2 separate regions of the Zea mays genome follow, and region 1 is linked to region 2. A link is a contact called in public Hi-C data. All regions are on one chromosome and are shown on one strand. Each heading gives the region's core, a stretch centred on a gene start, on an enhancer-like site or on the middle of the called end of the contact. The rest is flanking DNA. Distances are from core to core; before and after follow the strand shown.

Region 1 (5,414 bases), core at 2,066-4,565, 240 kb after region 2:
GACTGACTGAAAGACTGACCTGCAGGCGGGTCAGACAGGCCAGGACCGGTTGAACCTCCCCCTAGGGCGGTTGAACCGCCCCCCTGACACCCCTGGCGACCTGACTGCCAGTCTGACTGGCAGACTGCAGATCAGAAGTCAGAGGGTCAGAGACCAGTTGAGCTGCCCCCCAGGACCAGTTCAGCTGGTCTAGACCAGAGAGTTTTGGAGAGAAAACCCCAGCTCAGCTGCCCTGGGGCAAGTTCAGCTGGGTATGGTCAGAGAGGTCCATAGCTGAAGTTGAAGTTCAGCTGGAGTTGAAAGTTCAACTCAGCTGAAGTCCAGCTCAGCTGAAAAGCTCAGTTGCAGCTGAAGAAGCTCATCACAGCTGAAGTTAAGTTCAGCTGGAAAGCTCAGCTGCAGTTGAAGAAGTTCAGCTGCTTTTCAGCAAGAATACTCTAAGTTTCTCAACCCAAACCATGGTCAGCCAAATAAAGTTAAAGTGATTTTTGATTTTCAAAAATAGCTTTTGAATTAGAGGACTTGAGCTATAGCAAACACCTGTACCTGTGCGGAAAAGAACAAGGAAGAATTACATCATGCAACACAAGATTTTACATAAATTTTATACGTCTGTTGCATGAAGTCCTTGGTGCTTCCTTAAGTTCCTGTTTCCTTCTAATCAAACACTGAGAACAAAAACTGTTAGTACCCTTATTTGTTTTGTCATTAAATCACCAAAACCCTCACTTGGGGTTGATTGCACTTACACACACCGAACTTGAATTCCTTTTTCCATCTTCAGGTATAAGGCAGAATGTAAACATCTTGATACATCTAGATGTTAGTAAAGCACTTAAAGGTACTATATAATGCTTACAAATAGGCCCCCAAAAAAATTCTTTCGTTTTCTGAGTGCTAGAGGCTGATATAACACCTAAATTTGTCGCGCAGATGGGATGAAGCTTTATATTTCAGACAACAAAGTGATCTTGACAGAAGGTTTTGGTTTTGATGGCGTTGTCCCTGTGAAATACTTTGAAAGAATCGAAACATGGCCAGGACGAGCTCCAATACCGTTCCAAAGATAACAGGCCATGTTTCAGCATTGCTAGTTCGTACGTACTGAAAAATGATTTGTCATGATGTATCCCGGAGAACCATTTTTTTTGGTAATTCACATACACTATTTTGGGGGGTTGGCTTTTTTTTTTGGGTGGGGGGGAGTCACTTTGATTGTGTTGGGACCTCTCAGATATTCGTTTGATGATTTTTGCATACTCTGTGAAAAGCCGTGGTTCTTCGTGACCTTTTTTTTTGGATTTTTGTGTGTAACGAAACCGAAAGACGAGCGAGTTCTTTTCTTCGTGCTTGTCAACCGTATATCCTAATTATCTGAATTAGGCGATGCAAATCCATGGCGCTTAGGACATGATATCCGTGCATGGAGTATGAGAAGAAGTATCCAGAGGATGCAGCAAGCAGACCTTGAAATGAAAAGTATCATCGATCTGAGAGTTGCCTGCTGGCTGGGCTGGTGTCCTTCCTGTAAGTTCATTACCATCTCTGCTCCTGGTGTTAGAGCTGATTGACGTGCGGATGATGGCTTTTAAATTTTAATGTCATGAGGCTTGATCATTCAGAAATACAGCATAGCAGTTTGGCAACTTCCAGAAGCATACGCCTGAGGAGCGCAACGTCACTTCGCCAATATTTTTGTGTATGTGTGTTACCAATCACTGGAAAAATACTAACGTTTTTTTCCGGAAATTTTGATCATTCGTTTTATTCAAAATATTTATTTAAAAATATAAAATTTTAAGTCAAACATAAACTAATTTAAATAATAAAACAAATTATAAAAATAAATGATAACTCATTATTTTTTAAGTAAAATAAATAGTTATAATTTTTTTAAAAAATCAACGGTATCATATATTTATAAAATGGAGAAAGTAACAATCTATGCAATAGCTTGTACAGACTAGAATGAGAAGGCCACTTCCGCAGAAAAGAAGTGTGGGACAGGAGATCATATTTGAATCAGCTTGCCAGGTCTCATTTGGTGGCACCCCAAAACTAGCTCAGTTCAGCGCTCGCTCGTGGTAAAAGGTTAACTAATCTGCATCACAATCCACATTAACACGACATGGATTCAAGCGAATCTGGATGAAGCTAAGGGCCTGTCTTTACTTCAAAAACTTCAGATTTGATTTTCCAGCTTCACCATAAAATAACTCCAACAAATTATTAAGGTGGGGTTTTCAAAAGCGTTTGGCTTGCATATGGACTATAGCTTCTATATTACAATTGATTTACGTGAGTTTACTTAATTATTCTTAATGATTAGTGGCCTGTCGCGAGAGAACGGAAGTTGTATGTTGCGTAATCAGTGATATGGTAGGTAATTTTCGTACAACTTCATGAGGAGATATAAAAACAATGTTTTTGAAGCACCCTTTAAAAAGCTTTATGAATTCATGAAACTTGCCTCTAGTTTCAATTTTTTTAAAGCTAGAGCTCGTGGAGCTGGACCTGTTTGGGTGAAAAAAATTGGAACAAAGTTGAAATTTTTGAAGTGAAGCTCTATCAAACAAGACCTAAATTAGGCTTGGTTTGGGATGGATTAGCATGGAAAATGAGCTGGTTTTCCACTTCTAGTCTTGCCCAGCTCAGGGCTTGTTCGGTTAGCTCTCAATTCATATGGATTGAGTGGGATTGGGTGGGTTTAAATCCCGAGCAAGTCAAACTTCTTCTTAATTTTTTCCAATCTCATCCAATCCATGGGTAACGGGATTAACCGAACAAGGCTTCATATGGATTGGATTGCAATCAAAAGATGTGGATTTGATTGGATTCAGTTGCAGTCAAACAAGTCTAGGAAACAATAAAAAGTTGCACTATTTTCCACGAGGATAGATAAATATATGTGTTACAAATCCTTGTTCTGTTGTTTTAACGTTGATAGATAAATACGTATCACAAATCCTTGTCCTGCGACTTTACAATCGATGGACGAATATGTGTCACGAATCCAAAGCAGACACAGTTCCTGCTACGGACGGGTTTTTTCCCCCGAGAGGAGATGATTCTGGAATCTAAACTCGACACGTGGGCCGTGGCGGGCCGGTGGCCGCAGCCTTGCGGCCTTGCCCGAACCGGAGCTTTTGACGGGCCCACTATCATTGACAAACCCCACCTCCCCGAAGGACGAAGCTCCGATCCAACGGCCAGATCACCTCAGCCACATCCAACGGCCAGGCGGGGTCTCACCTCAACCTCCCCGCCTCTACATAAATGCCTCCACCACGCGAGCCTCAAAACCTAACGCTGTCCGCCGCCACCTCTCCTCCGGCATCGACGAGGCGAAACCCTAGCGCCCGAGTCCCTCTCCCTGCTCCCACAACCCATGGCGGCGGATATGGCGTACGCGCCGCCGATGAAGGCTGGCAAGGCCGGGTTCGAGGCTGGCATGATGGATCCACAGCACAGGATCCGCATCACGCTCTCCTCCAAGAGCGTCAAGAACCTCGAGAAAGGTACGCTCGCCGATGTCTTCTCCTTTGTTCATGCGGCGTTGGGTTGGGATCGAAGGACTGACCTCGTGCTCGTTGTTGCGGCGTTGCGCTTTGAGCAGTCTGCGGGGATCTGGTGAAGGGCGCCAAGGGTAAGGAGCTCAAGGTCAAGGGCCCCGTGCGGATGCCTACCAAGGTGCTCCACATCACCACCAGGAAGTCTCCCTGTGGAGAAGGTGACCTCTCCTTACCTCCCCCTCAACTTCTCACGTCCAACAGGAAGGTCTCGAATCGTCACGTTTGTTGTGATGGATATCTAGAGCTGTGGGTTGCGATGTGTGGTATGCTGAGCAGATGATGTTAACATCTACATCGACTGAGATCTTTCGGGATCTCTGATGTCCAAAAATCGAGCTTTTTAAAACTGATGCTTAGCGTATTGTCACCGAGAAAGATTCATCTTCGTTTACGGATCATGTTGTATTAATGTGTATCAACATTTAAGCGCATTTGTGTGGTGTCGTATTCTTTGGATACGATCTTAGGCTGAACATATGATGTTAACTAGGAGATGCTGCTGAGATATTACATCATTGAAGTCTCTAAAACCGAGCTTTTTAAAACTGATGCTTGGCCTATGATAGTATGTTTAGTGCGGATCACATTCTAGATATTGCATGGTTTTAGCTAAACATTGGTTTAGTTACTGTTTTTGATCATATACTACTTTCACACTGGCTGTTAAATAATCTTTTTGTTTGGGCCTGTCTCAAATTTAGCATGCATCGTTTAGTATTGAATAGGCTTTGCCCAGAGTTGGTAGTCTTGATGGTGAAATTGCGTGACCAATTTTGGGCATTCAAGGCCTTTGTTTCCTGATTTCCAACAGTTGCTGCATATTTTTTAAGGGAACAGCTGATGCATATATTAAGTTACCATATATTCTTTTTTGATACCTTCTTGCTTTCCTAAATATCCTTCTGTATCCTAGAAAGTTAAGCTCAATACTGAGCATCTACTTTATTTTAGGGCTTCACCCTGTCACTCTAAGTTATCTGAGTTAATGTGTTGGGCACTTGGGCTTGATCTTTGTTGTGGGCTAACCATGTGATGCTAAACAATTTACTCCTGAGATTTTCTGAGGACTTAACAAATTCGAGCTTTTTAAAACTGATGGTTGGCCCCATTTCATTCTCTAATCATTTTTACTTTTACTACACTTTTGAGGATGTTCTTTGTTTCTTTGTTAAATAGGATCTGCACTTGTATGCCTTGAGTATATGGGTTATGTCATTTTGTTACATTGAATGACCCTATGTATGGTAGGTTAATATATGGGTTATGTCATTTTCAGACTATGGTTTTGTTATTTTCTGGACATGCTGGGCAGGTGATGATGATGTTTGGACTGATACTTGATGTCTCAAAATCGAGCTTTTTAAAACTGATGCCCAGTTCATCCTTGACTTAAATGCTGTGATGTTTCTTATTATCCTCTGACAGGTTTTCTTTTCGGAGTTCACTTTTGATACACATTGTTGATACAGTTATTGATAATTGTCTTGACTATTTCAGGTACCAACACCTGGGATCGCTTTGAGATGAGGATTCACAAGAGGGTGATCGATCTCGTCAGTACACCAGACGTTGTCAAGCAGATCACCTCAATCACCATTGAACCAGGTGTCGAGGTTGAGGTGACTATCAGTGACGCTTAATATGGTAGCCTTATCATTTCAAAAGGCTTCTAGTGAACAGGATATTTTCAATTCCTAGTGAGAACTTGTGTAACAGAGGAATCCAAGTATTTCATATCAAAGTTTAAAAGTCTTATCGAGGGTTCGCGGTATGGATGTATCCTGTTTCAAATGATTTCTCCTAATGTATGAATGAAAACGGTTAATGGATGCCCCAGTATGC
Region 2 (5,094 bases), core at 1,552-4,051:
ACATATGCACTAGGTGGAACTCAACATATCTTATGTTGAAAGCAGCTATCTCATATGAGAAGGTGTTTGCAAGGTATTTGGATGAAGATCTAATGTATGCTATTGACTTGTCACAAGAGAAAGGAGGCCCAGGGTATCTTGATGAACAAGACTGGGAGAATGCAAAGAACATGGCTGAGTTCCTTGGACATTTTTTTGATCTCACCGAACGCATTTCTAGTTCTTTGCATGTCACTTCACACAACTTCCTTTTTGAGATTGGTGAAGTCCACTTTTTGATTAACAATTGGATTAATAGTGATGATTTTCTATGACAAGAAATGGTCCAGAAAATGAAAGACAAGTATGATAAGTATTGGGGAAACTGTCATGAACCTCTTGGCGAAACTAGTAGAAATGTGAATGAGAGAGGGAAGGGGAAGGAGAAAGAAAAAGAGAATATGAACATGCTGATTTTTGTTGCTGCAGCTTTGGATCCAAGATACAAACAATCAGAATACACAAAGCTAGCGATTGAAGAGATGTTTAGTGAGGAAAATGGACATAAGGTTTGGGCTGCTGTTAAACTATGTGTTCGACAATTGTTTGAAGAATATAGAAGACTTTATGCTCCACCTGATGCAACAACACCAGCCAATGATTCTCAAGAAGCAAGACAGTCCAAAGGCGGAAGGATGAAGTCCTTAATTGCACAAAAACTGAAACAACACAACTATGGCGGTGGCAACAACAAATCTGAGCTTGAAAAATACCTTGCTGAAGATACTGAACCAGAAGATAATAAGTTTGATATTTTAGGATGGTGGAAGGTGAATTCCTCAAGATTCCCGGTATTAGCACACTTGGCTCGTGATGTGCTACCAATTCCGGTGTCAACTGTTGCTTCAGAATCAGTTTTTAACACGTCTGGAAGAATCCTTAATGACTTCAGGACATCTCTTACTCCATTCATGGTGGAAGCACTTGTTTGCACTCAGGATTGGCTGCGAAGGACCACTCCAATTAATATCCAGGAGGACATGGAGCAGTTGGCTGAATTAGAAAAAGGTAACCATTGCTTCATCTTATTTATTATACTTTATAGTTGTATAGGTTAATTCTAATCCAAATTAAGATATTATTCGCATGTTGTGTAATGCCTCCACCACACTTTTAGAGTTGATTGAAGAACATGGTGAAAAGGGAAAAGGCAAACACAGAGGTAGTGGGCAGGAATAGGATGGCTCATGGTCACAATCAAGCAAAGCTAGCAAGTCGACACACCAAAGCACATCCTAGTTGCTAACCAGTTGCATTGTGAGTGTTCATTCTCAATAAAATTTATAAGCTTCTACTTCACAGGCAAGTCCACAAGTGTAATTGAATTAGCCTTTTCTTTTGTTTTCTTTTCTTTAGCCTTGCAAGGAGGCTCCGACGGCTGTGTCATTCCACTACCGCGTCAATCTGAAAGTGGAGGATCTGAAAATCGTGAACAGCCAACAGATCCACATGTCAGTCGAGGACTGTGCAAATGTGCTGCTGGCACGGTTGTCCATCACAGGCTCACAGCGCCACACACCATGTTCTAGTTCTAAACTATTTTTTTATTGTAGTTCTGAACTATTTTGTGATGTATTAAGTTACTGCTTGTGATGTTGTGAACTATTTTATTGTCTCGCAGACTATAGTTGCTTCGCTTCTAGTTCTGAACTTATGCCTGATTGTGAATTTGTGATGTCCTGGTTTGTTCGGTCAGTAAAAAACCGAACCGAATTTTTCAGAAAACCGAATTTTCAGTTATTATTCGTTGGCACACTATTTCAGTTTTAAATTTTTAAAAACCGAACTTTTTATAACCGAAAAAACCGAACCAATTTCTTGGTTAAAACCGAATGCCCAGGCCTGGCTACAGCTACCAGTAGGCTGTAGCTTACTACTCCTAGACTGCAGGGTATAGGGTACACCTATAGATGTCCAAATGGGCAGCCCAGCCCGGCCCGAGCACGACTTGGCCCGGCCCGATTGAGCCCGGCACGTTTAGGCCCGATCACTTAACCGTGCCGGGCCGGGCCGCCCGACGTGCCCAGATTGCTACCCGAGCACGGCACGGTGGAGGCCCGATCGTGCCGGGCTGGCCCGAATAGCACTGCCCATTTAGTATTCCGGGCCGGCCCGAGCCCGCAAATCATACAATCATACTTAACACAGAAAACTTAAAACTGACATCCTTCCTAAACACAAACGCGCTCTGCACCAAGAACTATATACAACGTAGAAACTAGCCGCGTCGTCACTCGTTTTGTGGTAACCTGCACTGCAGCACTTGCTGAGACAGGTAGCCTTGCTATAGGCTAGCTAGTGTCACTTGCCGAGGACAAGCAAGCAGGCCAGGGAGACATGGCACTGACAGTGTTCAAGACCACCGAGCAGCAGCTCCTCCTGTGTCCCGTGCCAGCAGGCCGTCGAGCAGGGCGCTGGGGATGCCGCCGCTGCCGGCGTCGAGAAGGCTACCGTCACACTGAAGGAGACGGACCGCGGCCCAACAGGAGGGAGCGTCGCCGCCGCGCTGAGAGGAGGAGGGAGCGCCGCGTCGAGATCGAGAGCAGGGAGCGCCGCCGCCGTCGCACGGAGAGCTGCTTAGGGTTTGGGTTTGGAGACGCCGGACGCACACGATTTATATAGAGTTACAGACGCAGCGAGCTGCTTAGGGTTAGACTTTAGAGCGAAGTGGGTCGTTCGCGTATGGTGGTAGCCCAGTACTGTATATATATTGTACCTGAGTTGTTAAACGGGCCGGTTTAAAGGCCCGGTTAATAACGGGCCGTGCTCGGGCTAGCCCAACGGGCTCAAATATCTGTCAAGCCCGGCACGCTCTACGGGCCGGGCTCAGCCCGGGCCCACTTCAAACCGTGCCGTGCCGGGCTCGTGTCGTGCTAAAAACTCGTGCTTCGTGCCGGGCTAACGGGCTACGTGCTATTTGGACATCTATAGGTACACCAGCCCAGAAGGCATTGAAGAAGGGACCACGTGCACACGTGATGACACTTGACAGTGGTGGCCTAACCGGGACCGTAACCATCAAAAGCCTGAAACTTTTCTTTTTATACAGCTACGAAAGAGACGATCTGATCACATTACCCCTCTCCCCAAGAACACCAAGCCTTTATTAGGAGACGGCTACTCTGGTGAGAGCTGCAAATCACCTCCTGCGTGTCCAGGTGTCCAGCACCACTCCAACGCTGACGCGCAGGTCCCCTCCCTTTGCTCCTCCTCGGATGTGCCAGGCGACGAGCTCCTCACCGTGAGCCCTCCACTCGGCACCTCGCCTCCTCCTCGAACTCCGTTCAGCGCTCGGCCTCAACCCAGCGGAGCTCAACTCCAGGCGAGGCAAGACGATGTCGTGCTTCACCCAGCTAAGCCTCCACGCCTGATGCCCTCCTTGCGCGCTGCCCCAAGCCCCAGCCGCCAGCCGCCAGCCACCCCCGTGCCGCCAGCCCCGGATTCACAGCCACCAGCTCGCGACAGCGCCGCTCATTAGGCCGGCGCGGCCCCTTATGACGGCGTGCCTGCCACTAGCGGCGGCGCGGCCCTTCTCCCCTTCGCCTGCGCGGACGCACCCTTACAGCCTCCCCTCCACCGATGCCGACGACGCCACCTGGGCCGAACCTGATCTGGGCGGCACGACCGTGGCTCCCCTCACCTCTAGCGGTGTGTCATCAAGGCGTTCCTAGTACACAACGTCTTGGTAAACACAGTGCAGCAGACATCATATTTGTAAAAACTTTCAGACAGATGAAAACGCAGGATGATAAGATATATGACGCAACGCAGACATCATATTTGTAAAAACTTTCAGACAGATGAAAACGCAGGATGATAAGATATATGACGCAACACATCCCCTCGGTGGCTTCGGAGAAAGACAGATAATGACAGTTGAGACTTGGGAAGATAACAATGTACCTTCGGCTATATTCATAACACAAGAACAGGGTTCCATAGCTGTGCATGGAAGTCAAGAGTCTGCTAGAATGACATAAGGGAACATGACAGATAAAAAGTCTATCCATAACATAGATTAAGCTGAAGCTCGTCAACTGTACAAGCATAACAAAGATAAGACTGACTCAGCAGACCAACCAAAACCCATGCTTATATGTGAAGACATAGCCGACCAGAAGGTGTTGCTGGAATCTCAATTTTCTGATGAACAAGAAAAAATTTTGTTGATGTTTCTGTTCTACAACAAGGATGTCTTTGTTTGGTTAGCTAATGATTTTTGTGATGTCAACAGATATCTCATTTAGCACTCACTTAATGTAGATCCGGCTATCAGAACAAGAAAGCAAAAGCTTCAGAAGATATCCGATAATAAAGCTGAAGGTGCAAAAAAACGAAGTCAAAAGGCTCTTGACCACTACGGTTACGCCGCCTTGGATTCCATGTGACCTTTTGTCAACTGTAGCAAAAAAAAACGACACCAAAAATCAAAATGGAATAATAGACAAAAATTGGTGCTGGATATAATAATATTTATAGTAGTATACAACATATACAATCCACGTAAATAACTCGAATCTTAAGAGTATCTAAGAGGGTAAGGACATGTAGAACCCTAAACCCATAGAATAGTTCTATATACATAATACAATCCTGAGTTTCTAAATAATAAGTGCAGCAAGGATACAATATGTTTAGAGAATCGTGTAAACACAGACTCTTTGTAAATAGCCCATCTTTTTTCAATTAGTACCATACAGACCCTCATTTAATTTGATTGTACATGCCCTAAGTGCTAAAAAACGCAAGATACTTTATCTTGATGAAATAACGTCTCGCCAAGTCTAAGATATGGTTCCACCCATACAATACACATAATTGAGTCGTATGAACGAGATTATTAGATATATCTGGTGCTTGGAGAACCGTAATACAGTATCGGTTGTAGGTAAACATGTCGCTTGTAGACTTTGTAGTGAAGCAGAGCGCAGTGTGGACTATGGAGCGTGCACTATGCAGTTTGTTGTGTTTTTAGATAAACTTTACTCCCTTCTGTTATCGTTTTGGACAAGGTTTGAGCCAAATTTATAAAATTTTGACTACAAATAACTATTT

The links. A called contact is a pair of places that touch in the nucleus more often than the background predicts.
Region 1: a contact with region 2 is called in a Hi-C map of ear, with 3 times the contacts expected there. The contact joins the promoter of LOC100194044 here to the enhancer-like site in region 2. A contact is called at or near these places in 3 of 25 Hi-C or Micro-C datasets (ear, leaf and tassel).

The regions. Positions count from the first base shown.
Region 1 is chr9:24,532,209-24,537,622 of Zm-B73-REFERENCE-NAM-5.0, forward strand. LOC100194044 (40S ribosomal protein S20) reads left to right here and starts at 3,316. Exons shown (of 3, transcript NM_001377195.1): 1 at 3,316-3,518; 2 at 3,617-3,730; 3 at 5,070-5,414. The coding sequence starts at 3,389. The coding sequence ends at 5,212. It overlaps LOC111590248 (small nucleolar RNA SNORD36), which reads left to right and starts at 3,843; the gene lies at 3,843-3,928. It overlaps LOC111590252 (small nucleolar RNA SNORD36), which reads left to right and starts at 4,043; the gene lies at 4,043-4,127. It overlaps LOC111590250 (small nucleolar RNA SNORD36), which reads left to right and starts at 4,596; the gene lies at 4,596-4,674. It also overlaps LOC111590251.
Region 2 is chr9:24,289,535-24,294,628 of Zm-B73-REFERENCE-NAM-5.0, forward strand. No RefSeq gene overlaps it. Among protein-coding and RNA genes, the nearest start is that of LOC118473291, 11 kb to the right of the region's middle. Within about 2 kb of position 2,802, at least 20 of the 20 cell types and tissues checked have an H3K27ac peak or open chromatin away from gene starts, as enhancers often do. A contact at or near this core is called in ear, leaf and tassel, where this site is marked.